Regions from separate parts of the Mus musculus genome. Here region 1 is linked to region 2. A link is a contact called in public HiChIP or PLAC-seq data. All regions are on one chromosome and are shown on one strand. The core of a region is the stretch at or near the end of the contact, and the rest is flanking DNA. Distances in the headings are between cores, read along the strand shown.

Region 1 (7,230 bases), core at 2,550-5,049, 250 kb before region 2:
CACTTTCTTTGTGTGTGTATTGTGTGGAGAACAAAGGTTGGTAATGTCTTGCTCAATCAATTCCAACTTATATGCGTTTTTTAAGATTTACCCATTTATTATGTATACAGTGTTCTGCCTGCAGGTACACCTGCAGGTCAGAAGAGGGCACCAGATCTCATTCTAGATGGTCATTGAACCACTCTGTGGTGGCTGCCTGAAAATTGAACTCGGGACCTCTGGAAGAGCAGCCAGTGCTGGCATCTCTCCGGCCTATTTTACTTTATTTTAATCTATGCATATGAGTGTGTGGATGTGTGGCTATGTGCCTGCGGAGCCCAGTGGAATTGGATTCCCCCCGAGCTGGAGTCATAAGTTGTGAGTCACCTGATGTCAGTGCTGGGAATTGAACTCAGGACCTCTGAAAGTGTAGTGTGAGCTCTTAACCACCTGAGCCGGCTCTCCAGCCTCTTGTGTTTCTAGGATGATATTGTATTTTTGTGTATGTGTGATGGAATGCCACCTGTGTACAGACGGGTGGTGTTGGTGGCAGTTGTGAACCACCATGTGTGGGAGCTGGGAATGGACCTGTGTCCTCTGGAAGAGCAGCCAGCCCTCTTAGCCACCGAGTCATCTCTCCAGCCCTCTCCACCACATTTTTAATTATTATTGTGTGAGAGAATGTGGGCACCTAAGTGTGGAGGCTGGAGGACAACTATCAGGAATGGATTCCCTCTCCTCCCACGCTGGGATACAGAGGTTGTAAGTTTGTCCGGCTGTCAGAACACTTTTATCCACTGAGCCAACTTTCTTTTTTGGGGGGTGGGGGGGTTCGAGACAGGGTTTCTCTGTATAGCCCTGGCTGTTCTGGAACTCACTTTGTAGACCAGGCTGGCCTCGAACTCAGAAATCTGCCTGCCTCTGCCTCCCGAGTACGAGTGCTGGGACTAAAGGCGTTTGCCATCATGCCCGGCCTTCTACCTTATTTTTTAAGACAGTCTCTCTTAGCCGGTCGTGGTGGTGCATGCCTTCAATCCCAGCACTCGGAAGGCAGAGGCAGGTGGATTTCTGAGTTCAAGGCCAGCCTGGTCTACAAAGTGAGTTCCAGGACAGCCAGGGCTATACAGAGAAACCCTGTCTCAAAAAATCAAAAAACAAACAACAACAACAACAAAAAGAGTCTCTCTCTCTTTTTTTTTTTTGGACAGGAGTTCCTTGATTCAGCTAGACTGACCAGTACAAACACTTTCCTAACTGTGCCCCTGGTGTTATGTTGCAGAGAACCCAGCCTTCCCACAGTGTGCTGGAAATGCACCAAGTTTCAAATACCAGTGCATCTAATCTTTGCTCTCCACAAGAAGCCAATTCTTACCATGTGGGAAGGGTGGAAAAGTTGTTCCCACAATGCAACCGGGCTCTCATTCTGCATCCCACGGGAATCCATCTCTCACAATGACAATGTGTGATCACACATGTCCTAAATGTGATCTGCAATGTAGGCATTACCCCTCCCCATACCTGGCACAGCGCGCACAGGGGCCTTGGGCAGACCGATCCAAGTTCAAGACATGGTCAGCTCCCCTCCGGGAGTTCTGAAGTTGCCGTCCCAGCTCCTCCAGAATGGGTTTTACTGGGCCCAGTGCCTCCAGTTCACTCCTCAGTGAGGCGACAGACACTGCTGACCTCTCCACCCTGAGGCAGGAGAGCAACCAATGTGGATAACTTGCAATATTCAGTATTATCCCAGCACCGGAAAGTCCTCCTCTTAATACTATAGACCTGCACGGCCTGGCTTGGATGGGTCTGTCTAACTCCACTGGGGATAGAAGCCAGAGCTTCTGCTAGGCAAATGCCGAGCCAAGCTCCCATTCCCTACGGGTGGATCTCAAGCAGGGACTCAGCTTCAAAGCTAAGCCCTTAACCCATAGCAGGGGTTGAGCCACACTGCCAGCCTCTCACTGGGTCACTTAGCCCACTGCTCAAGCCTTTTCCCTCAAGGATCCACCCTCCGATTACTTCTTTCCCATGGAGCCCACATCCCTTCAGCACCTGCTGAGCCCTTACATAGTGCACAACTCATCTGCTCGTCCTCGCAGCTCCTGCAAGCCCCTTGCGGACTGTGCCTGTTCCCGCTGCGCCCGCTCCCACTGGCCCAGGAAGCCATCCAGACGGCCGCCAAGGCCTCCCAGCAACCTCAGGGCCTCCTGCACTGCCCCCTCCTCCTGATGCCACCGGGCTGCCAGCGAGGACACCTCCCTCCTGCGAGGATCAGAAGGGAAGAAAGGGTTGGGTATAAGAGTTGACTATGCATGCTATCGTCGACCTCGCCCCAAATAGATCACCAACATTTTTTTCTTTACTTTTTTTGTTTTGGGTTTTTTTTTTTCTTTTCTTTTCTTTCTTTCTTTCTTTCTTTTTTTTTTTTTTTTTTTTTTTTTTTTTTTTTTTTTTGAGACAGGGTTTCTCTGTGTAGCCTTGGCTGTCCTGGAACTCACTCTGTAGACCAGGCTGACCTCGAACTCAGAAATTCACCTGCCTCTGCCTCCCAAGTGGGACCCACCTGGCCTTGTTTTGGTTTTTAAGACAGGGTCTGTTGCCGGTTGGTGGTGAGTGACACCTTTAATCCTAGCACTTGGGAGGCAGAGGCAGGCAGACCTCTGTGAGTTTGAGGGCCAGCCTGATCTACAGAGTGAGTTCCAGGACAGCCAGGGCTGCACAGATAAATCCTGTCTCGAAAACAAACAAAAAAGACATTCTTGTTTATTGTAGTCCAGGTTGTGCTGGCATTCTCTTTGTAGACTAGGCTGGCATCGAACTCACAAAGATCCTTCAGCCTCTGTCTCCCAGTGCTGGTATTAAAAGAATGCACCACTTTGCGTCCCCCACCCCACCTCTTTTCCTTTTTTGAGTGTACGAAGTTAGCCCGGTACCACCTATGCTATCACCCAATCCTCATCTAGGTTCTGCTTCTGTGCTCACACGTTTAGCTCCCCTAAGCCCCGCCCACATCAAGCTCTTCCAATTCTCATCCACCACTACCCCTCAAGGATTTACTCTGTCCGGTCCACCCAACCGCAAACAAACCCCGCCCACGCAGGCTCCAAGCTCCTCCTAGCTCCCGCCCTTTGTTCCACCTACGGCCTGATCCACCAATTTCCTTCAGTCCCGCCCACCTCAGCTCCTCCAGGCCGGTGGAGACCTTCTGCAACTCCTGCTCGCTCAGCGAGGGTCCCTCCCCTGTGCGGACTGCCATGCCCCAGCCACTGGAGGACAGGCCTCGCTGCCGCGGGGGTTCCTCGGGGCTGCCAGGAGGACCCGAGCAGCCCTGAATGGGAGTGGCAGGGCTCAGACCATGTCGGGAGAGGCCAGCCTCCAGTTTTTGCTCCAACTCCTGCAACTCGGCCTCCTGTCTCCGGGGCGTCTCATCCTGCAGTTGCTGCTGGAGGTATCTTAGCTTCTCCTGAGCAAGGGAGGGCAACGAATCAAGGTGTTCGGCACCTTACCACCTGCAGCTAACTACACCCCATGGATCCCCGAGATTGCAAAGTAGTGTAGAGAGAGGATAGTTGGGAAGTACGCGTGCAGTGTAACTGAACTCCTGCTTGTCTTTAGGAGAGGAGATAACATTTACTCTAAACTCTGTAGTGGCAGGCAACCTATCACTCCCTTCTCCTGCCCTGCCTGCCTAAAATCAGCCCCTGCCTCTTAGGGACCGCGACAAGCTTTCTCGGCGTTCCGTTGGAAAGTGAGCTAGCAGCAAGTCTTCATTCTAGACTAGACCCGGCCTACCCAGTCGTTTCAGGCTACACCCTTGAATAACTAAGCTTCCTCAGGCTCCACCCTGGTCCCACCCAGCGAGCCCTTTTGGCTCCTCCCGTGGGATGGGCCCCTCCTTCCCCTGAGAGCCAACTCCTTCAGCCAGGTCCCAAACCCTCCTCAGTTCACTGAAGGCTCTGGAGCCTCTACACCCCTGTCCTTGTCCACCATAGCTCCTCCAACCTCCATCCCGAGACTCCACCCAAACTTCTCACTAGTTTGGGACCCTCCACACCCTCGTACCTCCAGCAAGGCAGAGTTCTGCTTCAGGACATTGGTTTTGATTTCAGCGTCTTCCACTGAACGGGTCACCTTGCGGCAGTTCTCCTGGGTCAGGACATCAGGGCGGGGGCCCTGCCTTCCCATTCCGGTTCTGCCCCCCACCTTCAGCCTCTTTTTTTGCATCGCACCTGCCCTATGTAGGACGCACCCACTTCCCAACCAAGCTTCCTTCCTAACCAAGCCCGTACTGCAGTACCCCTTTGACCATCCCGCTTCTCCTGTGCTCTTTTTGTTTTAAATTTAAAAATTCAATAGATTTTTTTTTTTTTTGAAAACGTCTTATGAGCCGGGAGGTGATGGTGGCGGCGGCCGCGGCGCGCATGCCTTTAATCCCAGCACTTGGGAGGCAGACGCAGGCGGATTTATGAATTTGAGACCAGCCTGGTCTCCAGAGTTAGTTCCAGGACAGCCAGGGTTATAAAGAGAAACCCTGTCTTGAAAAAAAAAATCTTATATGAATGGGTATTTTGCCTGTGTATATGAATATACATATGTATATGTGCAACAGCGCAGGCAGTGCCCATGAAGGCCAGAAGAGAGTGACATTTTTTGATAGCCACGAGAGGGTCTCATGTACCCCGGTTTCCAAGTCGTTATATAGCTGAAAAGAATCTTGTACTTCCAAGTTCTGAGATCAAAGGTGTGCTACCACACTCAAGCCTGAACCCGGGGTTTCCTGAATGCTAGGCAAAGCCCTCTGCCCACTGAGCCACATCCCAAGCCCTCCACGGTCCCCGCTTTTCTCATCACTTTCTCCCCAAGCCATTCCTTCCACAGCGGCTCACCTTCAACTGACTGCAGTACCCCTCCAACTCTTCTGCCTCCTGCCGTCTTCTTTCCAGATTCTCACTCAGCACAGAGCACTCGCTCTTGACCATGGAAGGGAGACAGGGTTACACAAAGGCGGGGTTAAAGCTTATACAGGGGAGCAGGCTCTTAGCTTCCGGAGGGCCGGCACAATGGAGAAAGGTGGCTACAAAGACGAGAACTTAGTTCTGGAGGAAGAGGCCACAGGGATCCTTAAGTATCATACCTGCAGAGTCTGAACGTGCTGATTAACCCGCGTGGTCTTTTCCTTCAAGCTGGTGATGGAGTCTTTGGCACGTACCAATCCACTGTTGACCCCACTCTGGTGAAGAACAGAAGACATGTATAGTTCAATACCAAGAACATTCTAGAGGCAGCAAGGGTGTATTTTCAGTTTGGTTTTGCTCTGGATGGGCATGTGGCTTTGGGCAAAGGGTGACATCCTTGAATTGAGTTCCCTTGTTTGGTAAAGCTAGAAGTAGACTAATATTCTTCACAGTGTGCTGGGACAAGAGGGGAAGACAGTTTCAGAAAAATGCCTAGAATCCCCCAGTCAGAGGAGAGGATGTGGCTCAGTGGTAGAGACACTACCTAGAACGCCCCAGTGAGGGGCTGGGGTGTGACTCAGTGACAGAGTACTTGCCAGTGTGCACAAGACCGCGGATTCCAGCCACAAATGTGTACCCCCAAAAATCCCTCCTTTTCTGTCTCCCCACTCTCTGAAGTATAAAACTGACAACATCTTGGATCGTCAGGTAGAGACCATGAGATCTCACCATGTAGCTGTGGCTGGCCTGGAACCCATAGAGTTCAGTGTGCCTCTACCTCCTGAGTGCTAGAATTAAAGGCCAGTGCCACCACGCCTGCTTCCTGTGCTCAGTTGTTACCAGCTGCTCTGAGACTAGGCTGCGGCTTGTGCCCTGTGCACTCTTCTCTGTCTTTGTGCTATAGCAGTGAGATTTGTTACATAACCACTGGCATTTATCCTCGTTTCTCAGTGAGATAAAGACTTTAAATTAGAGTGCCTCTGCAGCTAGCTGAGCCCATGTGGCCATGACAGGTGGGTGGGCGACGTGGATGGGCCGTATGGTGTGGACACTGCATGGTGTGTTGAAAGGACAGGCATGGCTTCCTCCCCTTCCTCTTCCTCCTGTTCCTCAGCTTCTGCTTCCTTTTCCTCGTCCCCTTTCTCTCCTGATTTTTATCTTTACTTTCTTTCTCTCTTAATTTTTTAAAGGGATCTGACTGTAACCCATTCATGAAATGATGGACTGAACAATCCTGGAGATGCCCCCGCCTCAGCTCCTTATGTATTGGCATCACTGACTAGAGCTCTGCACCTGTTCTCCCTACCTTTTGAGACAGTCTTACCCCATCTGTGGTGGCGCACACCTTTAATCCCAGCACTCCTGAAGCAGAGGCAGGTGGATCTCTATGAGTTTGAGGCCAGCCTGGTCTACAGAGTGAGTTCCAGGACTGCCAGAGCTACACATAGAGACTCTACCCTGCCTTAAGTATCAGCTCCTCTTCCAGAGGTCCTGAGTTCAATTCCCAGCTAAAAGTGGCTCATAACCTTTTATAATGAGATCCGGTATCCTCTTCTGGCATGAAGACATACAGGCAGAACACTATAGACCTTATAAATAAATCTTTTTTTGTTGTTTTGTTTTTTTGAGACAGGGTTTCTCTGTATAGCCCTGACTGTCCTGGACTCATTCTGTAAACCAGGCTGGACTCAAACTCAGAAATCTGCCTGCCTCTGCCTCCCGAGTGCTGGGATCAAAGGTGTGCGCCACCACCACCCAGCTAAATAAATCTTTTTAAAAAGAGAAAGAAAGAAAAAGAAAAACCAAAACAAAACTATCATAATTAAAAACAAGCTTCCTTGACTGTAAAATGAAGAAAATACATTTCTTTCGTGATTACTGTGAACATATGTTGTTCTAAGGTCTGTCAGTGTGCCTAAGGCTAGGCGTGTGACACACACCTTTAATCCCAGAACTCAGGAGGCAGAAGCAGGTGGATCTCTGTGAACTAGAGGCTAGCCTGGTCTACAGAGTGAGCTCCAGGGCTTCCAAAGTTACATATTGAGATATTTTGGCAGGGACAAGGGGGTGTTCAGACAGGGTTTCTCTGTGTAGCCCCCTGGCTGTCCTGGAACTTGCTCTACAGACAGACTGGCCTCGAGCTCAGAGATCAGGATCAGGAGTTCAAGGTCATCCTTGGCTACAAAGAGAGTTTGAAACCAATTAGGATGCATGAGGCTCTGTCTGAAAAAATAAATCAAGGGCCACAATACAGCAAAAGTGGCAATGGTGGCACATGCCTGTGGCTTTGGCGCATAGG
Region 2 (7,279 bases), core at 2,366-4,865:
GGGTTTGGGGAAGCTCCATTTATGGAGCTGTGGGACAGCTCTCATCCTCACTGGGTAAGTCAGGTGCAGCCTGTTTGAAGAGGTGCACCCCATCCCTAGAGGTAACTCCTTACCTACGCTTTGTAAGGAAAACCAAGGTTGAGCAGAGTGACCTCAGAGAAGCCGTGCTTCAGTTTATCATTGCAAGCTTAGGAAGGAAGGAAGACCCTGCTGACATTATACTTCTGGGAAGGAATTTTAGCCACATACGTGTGTGTATGTGTGCCTGACAGCTGTCTGCAGGTGCCCATGGAGACCAGAAGAAGATGTGGGATCCCTTGATATTGTAGTTACAGATGGTTTATGGACTGCCCAACATGGGTGCTGGAAATTGCAACCAGGATTTTTGTAGTGTGTGCTTCTAACCACGAAGCCATCTCTGCAGTTGCCCTCTCCTCCCAATCAGTGCGTTCAACTTTACAGAAGAAACATGCATTTACTTATTCACGTTTGTGTTTGTGAATGTATGGGCTCCTGTGTGTATCTGTGTGGGGTCCTTATACCTATGTGTGTGTGCAAAGGCATGAAGAACCTGATACCCTCTGAGACTCTGTCTGTTCCTTGAGGCAGGAGCCCTCCCTGAACCTGAACCTCATGCTTTCCCAGCTGGGCTGAAAGGAACAAGGTCCAGGGACCCTCGTGTCTCCTCTGGCTACAGTCCAGGGACCCTCGTGTCCCCTCTGGCTACAGTCCAGGGACCCTCGTGTCCCCTCTGGCTACAGTCCAGGGACCCTCGTGTCCCCTCTGGCTACAGTCCAGGGACCCTCGTGTCCCCTCTGGCTACAGTCCAGGGACCCTCGTGTCCCCTCTGGCTACAGCACTAGGACTCAGGCTACTTGGCCAGTTACACAGCGATGCAGGCTGAGCTCTGGCCCTCATGTGTCTCTCGCAGCATCTCCCAAATGCTAAGCTCTCTCTCCAGCAAGCCACAACATCTAAAAACCTTTTTTACACTGGGCATCGGCGGCGCACACCTTTAGTCCCAGCACTTGGGAGGCAGAGGCAGGCGGATCTCTGAGTTCCAGATCAGCCTGGTCTTCAGAGTGAGTTCCAGAACATCCAAGGCTACACAGAGAAACCCTGTCTCTGTGTGAGGCTCTAAACAAACAAATAAACAAATTAAACCAAAAACTAAAACCCAACAAACACAGCAACAACCTACAAAATCTTTGTTTGTTTGTTTTTCGAGACAGGGTTTCTCTGTGTAGCCCTGGCTGTCCTGGAGCTCACAATGTAGACCAGGCTGGTCTCAAACTCAGAAATTCGCCTGCCTCTGCCTCCCAAGTGCTGGGATTAAAGGCATGCCCCTCCATGCCCTGCTAACCCCTCCCCCCTTTTAACATTTAAAAAAAAGTGTGTGTGTGTGTCTAGATGGGGGGGGGGGGTCATGTGTGGTGCCATACAGCAAATGTTCAGGTCAGAAGACAACTTACAGGAGCTAGTTTGTTCCTTGAGGGCTCCAAGACTTGAACTCATGTCACCAAACCTGGTGACACACTCCTTTACCCAATGAGCCATCTTCCCAATTCCCAGATCATTTTTAATGATGTTCCTAGCTGCCATGTGCTGACAGTGTTCCCACCACCTTGGAGATTTCTTGGTTGTGGGGGTCTTTGTGACAACTACACCCAGTAAAGTAACAGTCCACGGAGGTAAGAAAGCACAACTCAGTAGCTGCTATTGGGTCAAATTTCGGGGCTCTCACCTTAAGTCGTTCCTTATAAGCATATTTAAATACAGTGAAATTTAGTGAAGAATTTCCTGGTGATAAATAACTCCTTCACATGTGCACAATAAAGCTTAGGGCATGACTACATCAGAACTCTTTTGTAATGAGTAATAGGAACAGCAGGGCAACCTTTATGTAAATGTCCGGGCCTGCAGCCGCAGAAGCATCTCCTGCAGGAGGACCTAATTGAGGACTGCCTGACCAAGGATTGCTGACATAGACAATGCCAGCCAATCAGGAACTGCTGTTTAGACGAGATGCTTTCTTGAGACCAATGTGTCTTGGGTGGAGGGTGTTAAAGGAGCTTGCAGCAGTGTTCAGGTGAGCTTGCCTCCAAAGTCTGTGTCCTTGACTCTCAGCCACCTCACCTCCAACCCCCAAGGGGAGGTAGGGTCAGGGGTCGAGTAGCCCAGGGCAGGCACAGGCAGCAGTGAAATATATGTGACACCTTCCATAAAGATATTCTATAGATTAACAGAGAAAACAAGCTCACATCAGGGTCTGGGGGAGAATCCGGTGTAGTCTCAGCCACTCGGCTAGTGTAGAGGTCACCAGGCTGCTAATCATATCCATTCCCAGTGTCCCTTTGAAGGGACAGCCCCCTGTTTCTCATTCCTGGCTTCTCTGGTGCTTTTCTGTGAGCACAAGGGTCTCTGCCTCCCTGGCTGAGCACACCTGGCAGTTTCATCCAGGGACCTGCAGGGATGGAAATACAGGCTGCTTCCTGCAGGTGACAGGAGGCTCCTGTGCAACGAACTGCCCTGAGGGAGACCCTGACTCATGGGTACCTGGAAAGTGCATGCACACAGCTGATGCGCACAGCTGTTTTGGGGGTTGTTTCACTATTTTTTTTTTCTTTTGAGACAGGGTTTCTCTGTGTAGCCCTGGCTGTCCTGGAACTCACTCTATAGACCAGGCTGGCCTCGAACTCAGAGATCCACCTGCCTCTACCTCCTGAGTGCTGGGATTAAAAGTAAGTAGTATGCCACTACTGCCTGGCTTTTGTTTTATTTTTCAGTTATCAGGAAAAAATGGGTTGCATTATGGTATCTGCACGCACACGTCACTGTTACTTTGCTGAGTCACCCCTCATGACCCTCCCACAGACAGTTCCTTCCCGACTTGTCCTCCCTTTTCTGTTGACACAGGGTCTTTTTCTGTAGCCCAGATTGGCCTGAAACTCGTGGCAATCCTCTTGCCGCAGCCTTCAAAGAGCTTTCTGTCTTCATTTCGCCTGTCTTCTCTTTTTGCCTTTTGTTGTTGTTGCTGTTGTTAAAACGGAGTCTAGTACCCGAGGCCAACCTAGAACTGTCTTTGTAGCCAAAGATGACCTTAAACATCCCAGAATCACACCCTGTTTATTATATAGAGTTGAACAGGGGGGCAGGATTGTTGCATACAGCTGGGCCAGGGGTCAGGTTTGACCGTCTCCGTAGGCGTGATCTCTGCAGGGCACAGTCTTCAGGTTGCAAATATCCAAGGAAAGAAAGCTATGGTAGACACTTTCTGCACACACCATCCATCAACACTGGCGTCCAATCCCCAGAGGAAGGATTTGCGGTTTCCCTCTGAGCCTCACCCTGGGTCTGGGGAACGCTTTGCCATTGGCTCGGGGAGGGGAGGGGGGGGTCCTTAACATGGCCACGCCTATATCGATAACACCCGCCCACTCAAGGGCTTCCCCTGCTCCCTAAAGCCCAGTGTTTGGCACCTACAGGAGGTGGACCCGAGCGATGGTGGAATATAGTTCCCTGGCACCAGGCCGCGCGTCTGCTGTAACCCTCTCTCCTTGCTGGGCTGCAGGCCAAGCTCCTCTAACCGTCCCACATTCCTTCCTGCCTGCCTCACACCACCGGCAAATGCCTTTAGTGTCATGTTGCCCTGACCCTGCACCTGCCTCTGTCTCTAGCTGGGTCCCAGGGAGACTGACTTCATTCTGGCCTCAAAAGGGATGAACGCGAGAGGCTGCTGTGTGGATCGAGTGTGGAAAAGCTGGCCTTCATTCCGGCAGCCCACAAGGTATTCTATGACTCGACGTTCTGTGGCCAAGAGTCTGAGAGGTTTGTAAAGGCCAGTACACACTCTGGGAACTGAAACATAAACAGGAGAGATGCAGAGATGCAGGGAACAGGACTTGTTTGCATCCTTGCCCAGGAGCTGAGGAGGGAACCGGGAGCTCTCAGTCTCTCCTACTGAGCCAATCCCCAGCCCCTCGCAGTGGGATTCTAGGTCTGGCCAAGGTAACTACAGCTGAGCTATGCCTTTTACCACAGTCTGGGAGTGTAGATCAAAGCAGGACCCTGGTTTTGGGTCATGGCCTTCCTTGTCTCTTGCTCACTTCTGCTTATGCCAGGCTGGCTGGCTTGTAAGCTTCAAGTAGTTCCTGTCTCCACCCCAATTCTCCCAGGAGAGCCACCCTGCGATTACAGCTGTGAGAGCCCCCCACTGCATCCGATTTATATGAGGGTTGTAGGGACCTGAACTGATGTCATCACATTTGTGATGCAACCTACTGCACCATTCCCCAGCCTCCCTCCCTCCCTCCCTCCCTCCCTCCCTCCCTCCCTCCCTCCCTCTTTCTTTCATGTGTGTGCCACAATATGTCTGTGGAAGTCAGAGGACAGCTTGTAGAAGTCGGATTCTCCCTCCATTGTGGGCATCTTTACACGGCCGTCATTTTGTTTCCTCTTTTTCTTTCCTTTCTTCCTATTTTTGAATCAGTGTTTCACTATGAATCCCTGACTGGCCTGGATGGAGCTCATTATGTAGACCAGGCTGGTCTTGAGCTTACAGAGATCTGCCTGCCTCTGCCACCACCAAAATACTGGGATTAAAGGGGTAGATCACCTATCTTACCCATCCTCATTTTTTTTTTTTACTTAACAAAAGTTTCTTTTTAAGTATGTGAGTAGTCTGTCGCTGTCTTCAGACACATTAGAAATGTGCATCAAGATGGTTGTGAGCCACCATGTGGTTGTTGGGAATTGAACTCAGGGACTTCTGTAAGAGTAGCCAGTGCTCTTAACCACTGAGCCATCTCTCCAGCCCCTTGACAAGAGTTTTTATTAGCACACATTAGTCATCTGTAACCCTGGGTCTCATGATGACACCTCTGCACATGTATGCAGTGCAGTGTGGCCGTGGCCACTCTCATTTCCCTCTCTTCTCCTCCTTGAACTCCATGGATCTTCTTCCTTTCCCAGAGAGGCCACCTGCTACTCTCACGTCCTTGTTATTTCTTGGAGACCCAGAGAGTCTAATTCTTCTAGGAGCATGGGTGAGGGGTTAATTGAGGGCACCTGGGCACCCTGGGGTGGCTGCACCACTGAGGAAATGTCTCTCCCCTGCCAGCAACCATTGCCTGTTGCAGAGACCTGAGCTAGAGGTGGGCCTTGTGAGTTCTCTGTGTTGTAGGTGGTCTGAGACAGAGTCTCATACTGTAGCTCAAGCCAACTTGGAACTCCCTGCATAACCCAGGCTGGCATCAGAGTTGTGGCAATCTTCCTGCCTCAGCCTCCCACAGACTGGGATGACAGGTGTGGGCCCCATTCCTGGACACTCTTCTGAAGGCTGAAGACTTCGCTTCTGTGTGCCTATAGCCATGTCTCCCATCTAGGCCAGCTCTGCAGCTTTGGGTGTGGCGCTTATTCTGGGTGCGTGTGTGTTCTACTTCACAGTATCCAGGCCTTGAAACCACAACAGTTTACTGGCTGGAGCACATGGGCCCGGGAGTGATCAAAGGCCTTGGCCAGCTCTTAGACATTTCACCCCTACTTCTGATAGGGACAGGAGGCCATGCCCTAGTCACCCATCCCTACTGTGAGGCATCACCCCAGCCTTGGGGTCACAGTGACACATTCCTTTCCTGGGCTGGGCTGTGTGGCCAAAGGTTTCTGAGAAGATTAAATAATGTGTTTAAAGGCATGGTCTGGTGCAGTCACCGCTCAGAAAGCATTTGTGCTTAAGGTGGCATGGGTGTGTCTGAGAGAAAAAGGAAGGTCATGACTACTAGGTATGGCTGTCGGAGGAGAAGGCCTATTGTAGCTAAAAGGAGAGCGTAGCCAGAGGCAGAGACCAGAGTGAATAAGACCCTGAGCCTTGTGGGGAGAGGGTAAAGGAAGAGAGGGGAGCGCTGCCCATCAAGAGGGGTGGCCTGGGCCAAGAGACCAGGAGGGTAAAGTAGGCAAAAAGACCATGTACCCCAAATGGCTGGATTATATAGAGAAGGGCAGTCCAGTCCCTGAGTTGGGGAAGTTTAGGGGTGGGGTGGGGTGGGGTGGGGTATGCCAACCAGAAGGACCCTGTATCACACTGGTTCTCAACCTGTGAGGTCACAGCATCCTTGGGAGTCAAATCACATATCGCAGGGGTCACATATCAGATAACCTGCATATAAAGATATTTACATTATGATTCATAGCAGTAGCAAAATTATAGCTATGGAGTAGCAGCGAAGATAATTTTAGAGTTGAGTATTACCACAACATGAGGAACTGCATTTGAGGGCCGTGGCATTAGGAAGGTTAAGAATCACTGCTGTAACAGGTAGGGACTGAGGGATGCTGGGAGAACCTTGGTGCAGGTTTGATTATGTTAAGCATGCACATCAGCCATTTGTCTAGGGTCTGAGACCCAACAGTATCCATGGAAGGTGGGGGTGTGGGGGGGGGGGGTGGGAAGCATCAAGGTGGTTTCTGCCTGTCCCTTAAATAGGGGCATCTGATTGGGACTCTTGGTCCAAATTCTCTGCATCTTTATCTTTGTCTGTTCCTTGCTTTCTCTGCCTCGTTGGGCTCTCTTTCTCTCTTCCTCTCTTCCTCTCTCTTTCTTTTTCCCTTTCCCTCTGTCCCTCCCTTCCTTGTATGTGTGCATGTCTCTGTCTGTCTGTTTGTGCACTCTCTCTCTAGTTTTCTGTTCCTCCCTCTCTGCCTTCCAAGATGAGTCATGACCTTGTCCCCAACTCACAGATGAGCACACTGAGGCACAGAGAAAGCAGTAAACATCCTTGGAATCAGTCAATCAGGGCAGCACCTGTCTTGAACCCAGCAGCTGGGTCTGAGCTAAGTAGCATCCCTTGGTCTGACACCCCGCACCCCCCCATACATTCTTCAGGTTAACAGCCTCAGGGTTGCTGTGTTTGCGGGGTGGAGTTACCAGTCGAATCCTGTGTCCTGCAGGCTGTTAAACTTGTCCCCAGACTCCTCCCCTAAATGCTGGAACATTCCAGTGAAATCCCAAGTACTTAGGTTAACCCGTGTTCCTCCCTCCCCCCTCCCTTTTCCACCTGGTCTCCTGGCTCATAGGTGGCCTTTGACCCCCCTCTTCCAAGATAACAGGCAGATAAGGCACTGTACAGTCCAGTGAGAACTTCTAGTCTTGCTTTCGAGTTTTCTCCTTTGGCCTTGAGAAAGAAGTCACGCTCACATGTCCCAAGTGAGTACTCTCAGGAGACGGTACTGCATTTACTAGCAGGTAGAGAAACTGGCTTGGTGAGTCAAGCCTGGGGCAGGA

What was found. HiChIP or PLAC-seq counts read pairs in DNA pulled down with a chosen protein or histone mark.
Region 1: an HNF4G HiChIP or PLAC-seq map of pancreatic cancer cells shows a contact between it and region 2. The contact joins two enhancer-like sites. A contact is called at or near these places in 2 of 39 promoter capture datasets (cranial neural crest and pre-B cells), 2 of 15 datasets of contacts at CTCF or cohesin (both in embryonic stem cells), 11 of 484 Hi-C or Micro-C datasets (embryonic stem cells, erythroblasts and reprogramming fibroblasts), 13 of 115 datasets of contacts at active chromatin or transcription factors (embryonic stem cells and pancreatic cancer cells) and 1 of 9 other capture datasets (liver).

Annotation. Positions count from the first base shown.
Region 1 is chr7:44,948,755-44,955,984 of GRCm38.p6, reverse strand. Tsks (testis-specific serine kinase substrate) reads right to left here. Exons shown (of 11, transcript NM_011651.2): 3 at 5,111-5,206; 4 at 4,863-4,946; 5 at 4,039-4,149; 6 at 3,153-3,439; 7 at 2,044-2,238; 8 at 1,498-1,671. Among named protein-coding and RNA genes, the nearest start is that of Tsks, 9.1 kb to the right of the region's middle. Within about 2 kb of position 3,799, at least 261 of the 459 cell types and tissues checked have an H3K27ac peak or open chromatin away from gene starts, as enhancers often do. A contact at or near this core is called in pancreatic cancer cells, where this site is marked.
Region 2 is chr7:44,693,732-44,701,010 of GRCm38.p6, reverse strand. No RefSeq gene overlaps it. Among named protein-coding and RNA genes, the nearest start is that of Izumo2, 11 kb to the left of the region's middle. Within about 2 kb of position 3,615, at least 131 of the 459 cell types and tissues checked have an H3K27ac peak or open chromatin away from gene starts, as enhancers often do. A contact at or near this core is called in pancreatic cancer cells, where this site is marked.